2 separate regions of the Bombyx mori genome follow, and region 1 is linked to region 2. A link is a contact called in public Hi-C data. All regions are on one chromosome and are shown on one strand. Each heading gives the region's core, a stretch centred on a gene start, on an enhancer-like site or on the middle of the called end of the contact. The rest is flanking DNA. Distances are from core to core; before and after follow the strand shown. Region 1 holds the start of LOC101744937 (rho GTPase-activating protein conundrum). Region 2 overlaps LOC101744937 (rho GTPase-activating protein conundrum).

Region 1 (5,753 bases), core at 1,847-4,346, 120 kb after region 2:
TTTTCGCAAATTAACGTATAATTACTAAATTAAATGATCGTCGAGATGTGATTGCATAAAGATTAGCATGAAAAAAGGTACCAAAAAATTTGCTTTAAAATTATTCGTTATATATTATTATATATACTAGATATATTCCGTTAAAATTTCAAAATGTATTTATTTTCACTTTTTTTTTTGTTGTATTACCCTTTTTCGACAAAATTAGTTGAAACGAGTACCTCATAATAATAATAAGATTACTGTAGTAAGTAATAATAGTCATGATAATTTAATTTTTAATTTTGCTATTGGCCTTTACTTAGTCAATACGTGTTCAGGCGCCTGAATAGTCTGTGGTTTTTTTTTACCGCGTAAACTCAGCAATGCGTGACACGTTAAAAATATACGCTTTCAATTTTTATCCTAATTTATATTATTTTAATTTTATAATTCCATAACAATACGCATATTTCTATATGCGGCGTATATTGATCAATATTTTAATAAATTTTCACGAACAGACTGACAATCAACTCGAACGCACTTGATGCTCTTGCTCACCTAAACACCGTCCTTTGCTGCAATATTCTTAGAAATAAAGCTGTATTTTACGATTAAAAAATATCAAACAAAAAAATTCATTATCTTTTTTGGCGACGCGTTAATGTTCAAATTATGTAAATACATTGTTCCGGCAGCCAACTGTGAACATTCATGAACACACAGTTCACGTACGCCACGTACGAGTTAATCAGAATTAAAAGAGGAAGTATACGTAAGAAACTAAGAATCAGAACAGTTTCACAAGAATAAAAAAAATAAACCATCTCCACACTCAAACGAGAAATATACAGTGCAGTAATATACCATTTTTCATTTTAATCAGAGCATCACATTTTAACTTCTAACAATTGTGTTGATGCAATACTGTTCAATTTATTTTTTGTTTTAAGAACGAAGGTCTTGGCCTGTCTATGATTGTCTGTGGTTGTCCGCCAAATTATTCGATTAAAAAAAAACAATTTTGGCTTAAAGTAAAAATGACCTCTTGCTTGACTCCACCACGTGACGACACCAATAAATAATCAAATTTAAATAATTTTTACTAGGGGTGAGTCTTCAAAAGGTACAATTTTTTTAATTTACATAGAATAACCTAAAGAATCGTTTACACGCTATATGAAATTAAATAAAAACTAAGTTAATTACAACAACAAAGTTCATTGTGAATAAACAAATTATGAATAAACAGGTGGGTAAATTGAGACCAAAACAAACAAAATTCCATTGCTCATTGTATATTATTATAGGACCCAACCTTGTAGGAGACCACACGTGTTTACCTTACTAGGACACGGACCATAGACTATAATAATGCATAGACACGCATCTTCTATATTAGAGATGCGTCACTACTAGAGTTGCCAAGAGCAAGTTTCGATTTGTGTATTTTGTAATTGTGATCGATAATACTATATATAATATTGTGATAATATTATATTGATTAAGATTAAGATAATATTGTGGCGAGCTGACAATAGCCTGTTGGTGAACAGTTACCACTAACCATGTTTGGTAAATAGAGATGAACTGAAAAACTCACAACCCTGGTATTAGGGATTTCGAGACAAGAAATAAAGAACAAAAATAACATATCGAATGGAATATCTGAAGTGAGATTGACCATAATTATCGATTACAAGTGTTTCTTTAGATTTCGTTGTAATTGCGAATGTTTACCATATAATGTGTGAGTAAGAAAGTGCACAAGTGGAATAAAGACGTGAAACTCCTCGAATTTCCAAAAAATCCAATGAAGTTTCTATATCAGCATAGTTTATAGCGGATAATTATTTAAAATTGAAGATTAAAGTCGTTTTCTCTGTCCCTATATCCCTATGTATGCTTAAATCTTTAAAACTACGCAACAGGATTTAATGCGGTTTTTTTTTAATAGATAGAGTGATTGAAGATGAAGGTTTATATGTATAATAACATCCATTAAATAGTGGAGAAATCAATAATAAATTAGATTTTCCGAAGCGAAGCGAGGGCGGGTCCCTAGTAACGTTATAATTCAAATACAAATGGATGTTAAATTATTGCAAAGATGAAAGACACGCCATAAATCTGACGAAACCGGTTTTCAAGTTAAAATAGTGAACTGAGATTATTTACACGTTCTGTTATTCATGTCAATAGCAGATTTACCATAAAACATATATTATTGTCCTCTAATGCTTGTTATGTAAAATACCTTTGACCTTTAAGGATGTCCACAAACAACATTGGGTGTATGCATGTAAGTTTTTGCCTGTTGAAAGCTGCGAGTAGGGATAAGTCACTAAACTTCTACCTTTATCGTTAACCTCTTTTATTGTTCCCGAATGAGAGACGCGAAGACACGAGTCACCTGCTTTTAAACGGTCACCGAAGCCCATGGTCAACTGAAGCTTCAGTGCCGCTGTCTACTAGCGTCGACATAATATTAACGTCTCAAGTACAAAATATCAATAAGATAAATTATTAGGCATAATTAAAAATCCTCGAATAAAGGCTTAGCCATTACTCGCTTTATAATTCCAATAATATGTCACTATAGGCCATTAGATTTAGTCTAGTGACATAAAAAAAATCTATGATAAAAACAAATATCAGTTGAACACCATTTCCTCTTCTGATGTCTAGGATATCTATTTGACATTGACAAGCTTCAATGTCATCAAAATAAAAGAGAAAACAGAATACATAAATAAATCTGAGGCTTGACATGCAAGTGTAAATCTGTAAATTGCATGGATTGTGGTGCTATGCAGTTAGAAATAGGCAGCACTACGTTACCTTCTTTCTTCGTTTTCTGTAATCGTTGCCCTGTCTATTATATGATAGAAGAAGGCCCTCTATTTTAAAAGTCAGACCACACACATAAGTCACAACTTTCAAAAAGACAAACAAAAACAACATTCAAAATACGTTATTTGATTGATACCTTATAAGAATCGATTTCACACTGCAACATTTGAAAAACACAACAAAAACAACAAATCGCACAACTATATTATTTAAAAGTGACAATTTTCCAACTGACACAAACAATAAACTAAATAAAAACAGATAAACATTCGAGATGAAACGTACCTCCATTGATAAAGAAGATAATGTATTCGAGATGGCGCAGTGTGAACCAAGTAAGTACCTACTTGTATTATTTACAATGTTATTTTTATAAGCAAAATAAGGTGATACTTTTAAAATACACGTATTCTTGTATTTTATTTTGCAACTTGTTCGTTTTTATTTTAAGTTTCAGGTCGACGCCCTATGCAATCAAGTCAATTAGATTCAAGTTTATCGTAATTACACATATTATTGTAATAATGAAAAAGCATTGTATTTGTTATAAAATTACGTTCCATTCAATTTAGCCAATACTCAGTTTTCAGAATTTTTGTGGATAAAACGAAAGAGATCGCTTTTAGCTATAAGAACGCCCATTGTACAATTATAGGTACCTGCCTGTTGACTGATTTTGAATGTTAATTGTGTTTTGGTGTACAATAAAGCTTTCTCTGTTTCCATTTTACAAAAAATAAATAAACCAACAAACAAGTATGGCAGAATTTTTTCTTTTTTCCTACCCACTGCCTAATAGCCTCGAGGGGATATCCTGACTTCATCGGGTATGTAGGCGAGCTTACGGGTCTCAGCCTGACACTATGATAACATCAGCCCTAGTAAGAAGAGCAGCGCTTCGCTGAATCTACCCCAAATCAGAACCACGATCCACTGAGAGAATTCGGAGAGAAACTCAGTGTCTGGACTGTCTGTGGGTTAACTTGCATTTCGATGAAAATCATAACCTTCGATGAGTGTGCTGACGCTGCTGCCTGCTGAGATAATTATTATACTTATAAAGAATCGTTGAATCTTAATCTATACACTACACTTTATACACTATATGTATATAAGTTCTTACCGCGATTTTCACTTTTTATGAATACCCGATCATTACGTGTGTTCCAAAACCCCATGATGAGAGATCCGTGAAAATTATTGTTATAATCACATTTATTTGACTATTAATAAAACCATATTGTTTATCGTAACATGGCTCGAAAACAGCTTAACAAGATCGTTCAATTACTGAGAAATACCAGTTAATCAATGTAACCGCTAACAACTTCAGCCGGTTACCGCTATGCTTTGATTTTATCTCAAAGCGAGCCGCCTTAAGGATCTCGGTACCAACATTACGCAAAGATCGCTTATTAATGTTGGTATACAGTTTCGAATAAATAAATAAATAAATAACGGAATTATGGGAATACATAAGCGGAACAGTTGAATGTATTAGTAACATAGAAATCTTCGTTCAAATTGTATTCGTTGATATACCAATGATATACAAAATGATGCCTACTAATCGTTGATTGGTATATCATTTCTAGTTTCTGTTGTTTTTTTATTATTGCTACGATGGATGGACGTGCCCACCTAGTGTTAAATTGTCACGGAGCCCATAGACATCAAACACGTTAATGCGGCCACCCACCTTAGACCCGAGTTCTAAGTCTAAGAGAGAGAGAACATACGTTATTGCACACTAAAATCTCAGAATACAGATTACACTGTATTCTGAGACTAAAATATAGTAAATAAAGAAGTATTACGGCGAAGGTGAATTGGCAACCACTTGAGTTTAGCGATGATGAACCAAGATATAACCGCGTCTTTCGATAACATCAGGCGTTTTACTATTTAAGCCACGACGACTTTAAATATTTAATTTTATTCACCAAGCCTCATAGGAAAGTCTAGTGCAAAGGATGTATTACAATGCTGCTCAATTGACACAGTTTTAGTGCAAGTCTTAAAGTGGTATTCTAATCCCTGTGGACACTCGATGAATTACAAATATTAATGATGGAGCCGGATTCGGACGCGATTGCATGTAACCGACGAACTCGACTTGAATATTACACTATGATAAACAAGCTTAACATTTTTGTATTGGACGACGAAGGGCTCGACGAGCGAATTAACCCATAGATACAGCCCACTGAGTTTTTGCCGGATCTTCTCAGTGGGTCGCGTTTCCGATCCGGTGGTAGATTCTGCGAAGCACTGCTCTTGCTAGGGCCAGTGTTAGCAACACTCCGGTTTGAGCCCCGTGAGCTCACCTACATGTTAGGGCGAAGCTGAAATAGCCTCTCAAGGCTATCAGCAAAGGTGGGAAAAAAATTGTATTGGAACGCATGGACGCCAATAAACGATTAACGATTTTCTAATATAGATACTATTGTTGGGTGTTTAATTATTATTCTTGACATTTTTATGGACGTGTAACTTACCATAAAAGACAGAAAAGGATCGTGTCCAGCCCACGGAATTTCCCATCGGATCTTCTCAGTGGGTCACGATTCCGATCCGTTGGTAGCTTCATCGAAGCATCGCCCTTGCTACGGCCAGGGTTAGCAAAATTCGCCAGGCTTTATTTTTATTTTTTAGTTTTTTCTAATCTACGTCTGACTATAAGTAAAGCTTGGTATAATCTTTTTCCAGGTCGTAATTTGATCTTACAATTTCATGACCATTATCCTGATTTTAATACTCCCTAGGAGCTCTGACTTTCAAAATCAGAATTGGATTTAATTAAAATATGAAAACCCGTAAATCATCTTAACGCATGTATATATATACTTGTCAAGAGTTTATTTAATCAAATAAGTGACCCCCATTACTACCCCCCAAATCCATCCCATTAGCAAGTT
Region 2 (5,708 bases), core at 1,464-3,963:
GATGAGTTAGCTGCGACATGCATCATTAATCATCCAACACAACCTCATATAGTACTAGCGGGCAGCGAATCAGGATCTGTTGCTATTTGGGACTTACGCATGAACACATTTCCTACATCCCTTCTTAGTGCACACACAGGTGGAGTTACCGAAATGCAATTCCACCCAGAAAATCCCCAGAAATTACTAACTTGTGCGGTTTCGGGTGAACTGTGGGATTGGAACATGGAAACAATTACAAAAAGCACTAAAGGACCAGACAACCAGCTGGTATGGATGCCTTTACAAGATAAAAATACAATGATGATTAACTCTTTAATGCCATCATTTCATCAAGCTTTGAACTCTTTAGATTGTGAAAAGGGAAGGATTTTATGTGGAGCAGATAATGAAGCCGTATATTTGATAAAGAATTTGAAGTATTGATTGTCATTATTATGGGATTAAATGATTTTAATGATTAATCCTAATACTACTCATAACAATAATTTACTTTTAAGAATTTCTACATAATGACACTTTTTTCTATAAGATAATTACCTTATTTTAAAAGAGGTTACAATTTGAAGAAAAATCAAAAAAACAACAGAAAGATCACCAAGCGCTGTTTTTTCATAGAAAAGAAATAAAAACAATGTTCAAATAATATGTCTTTATTTTATTACCAAAGGCGAATACACTTATATTTATTATAATATATTTTTATCAATAATACACCAAGTCAGTCTTTGCATGCCTAGTCAAAGTATTGGTAAAATTTTATACATAAATCGTTCAAAATATATCGTGTTATACAATTCACACTTAACAAAATTTATTTACATTGTGATGTAGAGTATATAATATCATATGAAGGCACCAAGTCGAAACAACCATTTATTTTGGCGACGATGATGTAGTAATCAACTAAATTCAACTATGAGTATGACTGCTGACTCTATTAGATTGCTTAAATTGATATTTGAATTCTGAATGACCAATAAAAAATACTACTTGTGAAGTTCTCAATTATCATAACATCTTGTGAGAGCGAGTAGAAATTTTTAAACAAAATTTTCAGAAATCATAAATTTAAAAAAAACCTAGACACGTTAAGCATCAACGCCGCCAAATTGAAATTTTTATAACGGTAACTTTTTGCAAAAACAACCAAACAATGGCACCGAATCTCTAAGTAACTTAAGGCTCAGCCCCATTCCAAATATGTTAGTCGTTATCAACTAAATTATATAAAACTGTTTATTTGGCATCTCATTCACATGTTTACGCAATGTGTATATTAAAAAGAAACAAAAATATAAAATAGCATACACACTATCTACTCAAAAAGTTGTTCGTAAAACGATCGAAGGGTTAAACGTAAAAAATTAACAAATAATTAAGTGACGTGTGATGTCGTGTTTTTGAAATTTTTACATTGATAACTTATACCACGGAACATTGTTTATAAATAAAATGAAGCACAGCACACAAAATGACCGAATATCAACGAAATTATGCTTTCCTTTGGGGCGTTGAAAAATGTTATGCGTGACGAAATTCGACAAAATGAGTTACATAACGTTCTTAAATCTCTTACTGAGAATATTTGCTTAAAACATATAAATAGGTACAAGAAAGCATAATTTCAAGAGGCCACTTTTAGATTAACATTATACTTAATTGATTATAATAATACTTGTGTGAGCACCTTACTAAAATAATATTAAAATTAAATTGGTCCACACAAGCCAGAAGCATCACTTTTGACTTGTCCAATATTCGAAAGTCTTCACAAAAAACTTAAAACAGCATGCTAATTTTCGATTAAATTAATAAACACAGCAAAATCTCGAACACCATAATGGAATATAGTAAATCACTACATAGTATAAAACAAAGTCGCTTTCTCTGTCCCTATATCCCTATGTATGCTTAAATCTTTAAAACTACGCAACGGATTTTGATGCGGTTTTTTTTAATAGATAGAGTGATTGAAGAAGGAAGGAAGGATTATATGTATAATAACATCCATTAAATAGTGGAGAAATCAATAATAAATTACAGTTTCCGAAGCGAAGCGAGGGCGGGTCGCTAGTCTCGTTATAAACGAAAATTAAAAATTTTTGACAGTTAAAAGAATGGTCATAAAAATATTTCACTATTTAACAGCAATAATTCAAAGTGCGTCAGTTTTAAAAATTACGCCATTTTCGCAAGACCAAATGAACCCAATAACAGTCCAATTCTAGTTGTTCTGTATATCAAGTGTGCTGTAATCTGCGATGAGCTTGCGGCTTCCTCTGAGCAGCGGCGAGGAGGGAGGGCGGCACGGTCCAGAGTTGTTCGGAGTGCCGCATCATGGCTTCCGTAACGTGACAGCTGTTGGCGGCGGTCGCGAGCTGCGTCTCCAGGCTGTCTGATTGCTTGATCAGAAGGCTGGAATGGAAACTTGACAAATTAATTCGATTTTCAAATTGAAGAATGTAGAGGTATGATACTCTTTGACAACAGAACCTTAATAATGTTGAAACTTATAATTTCAATTAATTATAGTCGAATTTCGACTACTGCGGGACCACTAGTATATAGATAAAAGCGTTGGTATCGCACCTGGGCGGGAAGAGCGTGGGCGCGATGATCATGGCGACGTTGTGCTCGTTCATCTTGTTGGCGTGCGCGTGCGCGACGATGTCGTTGGCGAGCCGCAGCAGCTCCCGCAGCGTGGCGCGTGCCTCCGGACCCAGCAGCAGCACCAGCAGGTTGAGGGCGCGCCCGCGGGTCGATCCACTCAGCGCTGTAACACCCGGTTATTTTTTTATTTTAAGGGATTTTATGACCTGGTAACTTAGACCTTTAAGTCATGTCTTATGTTAATTTATATTCATATTATGAAAAATGATATTATGCAGTGAAATGAAATGAAATGAGACGAGATAATATGGGATGAAATATAATCTCAGTAAAATGGTGGTCATTTACTGAGATTTTTTCAGTGGACTTTTTGGAGGATCCCGGAAAGTTACGTCCAGCGACTTTGTTTTATTTTCCCACATTTGTGCACTTTCACAGATATCTAACAGTTAATAAATCACCATTGTTACACATTTGAACCTGAAGAAACTCTAAATAGACAAAATAAAAAAGGGTGCGTGTACTTATGTACGCGCGTAAGAAGTTATACTTTATTTTTATTAATTTTCTTTTTTGAAGTGAAACTTCCTTATCGGCGTTGGAAAAAAATTTACCGTCACATTTTTCGGTTACGCGTCACATTTTTCCGTTACGCGCCATCTGTTTTGTATTCATGTCTATGATAATAAAATCCTTTTGTTTAAACTTTATCTAATTTAACTTTTTTGTATTCATGTCTATGATAATAAAATCCTTTTGTTTAAACTTTATCTAATTTAACTTTATTTAACCAATTTCTAGAAAGTTGCATGTAGATCATTTTTCGAAAAATAAGGCCATAAACAAGTTTCACTTCTTACGTGTGTACACTAGTACACGCACACATTTTTTTTTTATTTTTTTTTTAATCATTTTGAAAAAAAAAATCGATTGAGCAACATTCTCAAACACGCATATTGGACATCCCTTTTCTTGACATCGTCTAAATTCGGTAATTCTCGGTACGGTATCAATACTACTGACGATAGTTGAACGCACAACGTCATAAGAAAATACTGATGGAATGGTTTCATTTTTCAATTATCGCAATTATCGTTTCTATAAACAATTGACACCACATTCACTTTTCACTGAACTGATACTTGACGAAAACATGTAAATGTATTATTGTATAGCAGCTGTCCACGCGGATGCATCGCTCACTCAAGTAGGAGAGAGACAGATGTCGAACGCTGCCGAACGCGGCGGCCGATTGTGCCTCTTTGTCGCTCGTTGCGCGTTCTCGCTTGCACTTCAAGCCTTAATGGAACGCCTCAGAGCGAGGTAACGCCGCATGAGTCATGTTTTTTCGTGCGTGCAGCCGGCTCCATCGAATTATAAGACGTTGTCACGTCAAAAAAGACAGCAGTGTTGAATATACGTACCATAAGTGTGGTAGAAGAGCCTCATGAGCTCCTGCGTGAGTAGGGGCTGGGGCAGCGCCCGCAGCAGCCGCTTGTAGACGGCGGCGAGGTCGTGTCCCTTGGCGAGCGAGACGGCCGCCTCCACCGCGCCGCGGTCCTCGTACCACTGCCGCTCTATCAGCTGACTCAGCTCTGATACCTAAGTCAAATTTTGGAATCGTTCAGGCAATTTCATTGGTTTTAATTTATCTATACTAATATATAAATCTACAGTGGTTTTTACGGATGTTCCGTTATAACTACTGAACCATGCATCCGATTGACTTGAAACATGGTATCCATGTAGAAAATACATGTACTTAATGGATAGGCTAATATTTATATGAGTGTTGGACTCCCTACACCAGTTGTGGGGGCGTTAATGATGAGTATCTTTGTGGAGGTGAGAAATAATAATGTTAATTTTAAATGCCCAGCGAAGCGGGCGAATACGGCTAGTATTATATTTATAAAGGGAAAAACTATAATCTTTGTTATTCAATACAGGTAGATTTTCGGATCAGAATTTCCAGGGTCTCCCGCCTAACATACCTAAATCATTTAAAATTTGGAATGGTTCTGGCAATTTCATTGTTATTTTCATTTTATATCAGACGAAGGGAAACTAATGTTTTTATTCAATTAAGGTAGACTTTGGTATCAGAATTTCGAGGGTCCCCCGCCTAACATATTAACATAAGCTAACGAAAAGTCATGTGGCCTCTCTGATGTCAATCCCATAGATCGCACGTTGTGTAGCCACTTGTTCATTTCAATACTTAACTATTAAATATTTTTTTATTTTATTTTTATTGCCTAGATGTGTGGACGAGCTCACAGCTCACCTGGTGTTAAGTGGTTACTAGAACCCATAGACATCTGCAACGTAAATGCGCCACACACCTCGAGATATAAGTTCTAAGGTCTCAGTATCGTTACAACGGCTGCCCCACCCTTCAAACCGAAACGCATTACTGCTTCACGGCAGAAATAGGCAGATGGTGGTACCTACCCGTGCGGACTCAAAAGAGGTCCTACCACCAGTCAATCTATATTAATAAAGCAATGTCCATTTAAAGCAGATATAAATCACGAACAAAATTCTCCGAAGTCTGTGTTTAGGCGATGTTAGGTAAGATTGTTTGGGGAGAAATGGTTTAGTTGGGCGGTGCGATAAAAACTGAGCTACGGTGAAGTTAAAATTGAGTGAAATCAGCTGTTCCCTTCAAGCGTCATAAGAATGAGTGAAAAAAAATAATTAAATCGATTGAGAAGAGGTGAAATTAAATAGTTTTTTTTCTCGATAGCAAACTGATGGTTTTTTTTTACTTTTTATTCACAGTTCAGGCAGACGAGCATACGGCCCACCTGATGGTGAGTGGTTACCGTCGCCCATGGACTTCAGCAATGCCAGGGGCAGAGCCATGCCGCTGCCTACCGCTAGAATTACGTTCACTAGAACTAGTGTGGTGGAGGAGCATGTTGTTACCTTCTGTTTGTTCCCGGAGACCCTGAGCAGCCCCTCGTGGTGCGCGCGAGCCCGCAGCGCGCGCGTGACGCAGCACAGCACGCTCGGCGCGCTGCACGTCTCCTCCCACAGGATCATGTCCTTGCGGACCAGCGTCTCCAAGGACACGCCGAACACGGAGCCCT

The links. Hi-C and Micro-C count contacts between places; a contact is called where the count stands out from the background.
Region 1: a contact with region 2 is called in a Hi-C map of middle silk gland, with 2.1 times the contacts expected there. The contact joins the promoter of LOC101744937 here to the enhancer-like site in region 2. A contact is called at or near these places in 4 of 7 Hi-C or Micro-C datasets (middle silk gland, midgut and whole pupa).

Annotation. Positions count from the first base shown.
Region 1 is chr5:1,728,545-1,734,297 of ASM3026992v2, forward strand. LOC101744937 (rho GTPase-activating protein conundrum) reads right to left here and starts at 3,097. Exons shown (of 13, transcript XM_012690418.4): 1 at 2,972-3,097. The coding sequence starts at 3,001. It overlaps LOC110385201, which reads right to left and starts at 2,994. Exons shown (of 5, transcript XM_062668532.1): 1 at 2,824-2,994. LOC101741911 (a long non-coding RNA gene) reads left to right here and starts at 3,029. Exons shown (of 2, transcript XR_209754.4): 1 at 3,029-3,170; 2 at 3,287-3,594.
Region 2 is chr5:1,606,393-1,612,100 of ASM3026992v2, forward strand. It overlaps LOC101744937 (rho GTPase-activating protein conundrum), which reads right to left. Exons shown (of 13, transcript XM_012690418.4): 10 at 5,545-5,708; 11 at 4,038-4,215; 12 at 2,593-2,776; 13 at 638-2,418. The coding sequence ends at 2,244. LOC101742253 (nucleoporin Nup43) reads left to right here. Exons shown (of 4, transcript XM_004926202.5): 4 at 1-646. The coding sequence ends at 426. Among protein-coding and RNA genes, the nearest start is that of LOC101742253, 5.7 kb to the left of the region's middle. Within about 2 kb of position 2,714, at least 4 of the 8 cell types and tissues checked have open chromatin away from gene starts, as enhancers often do.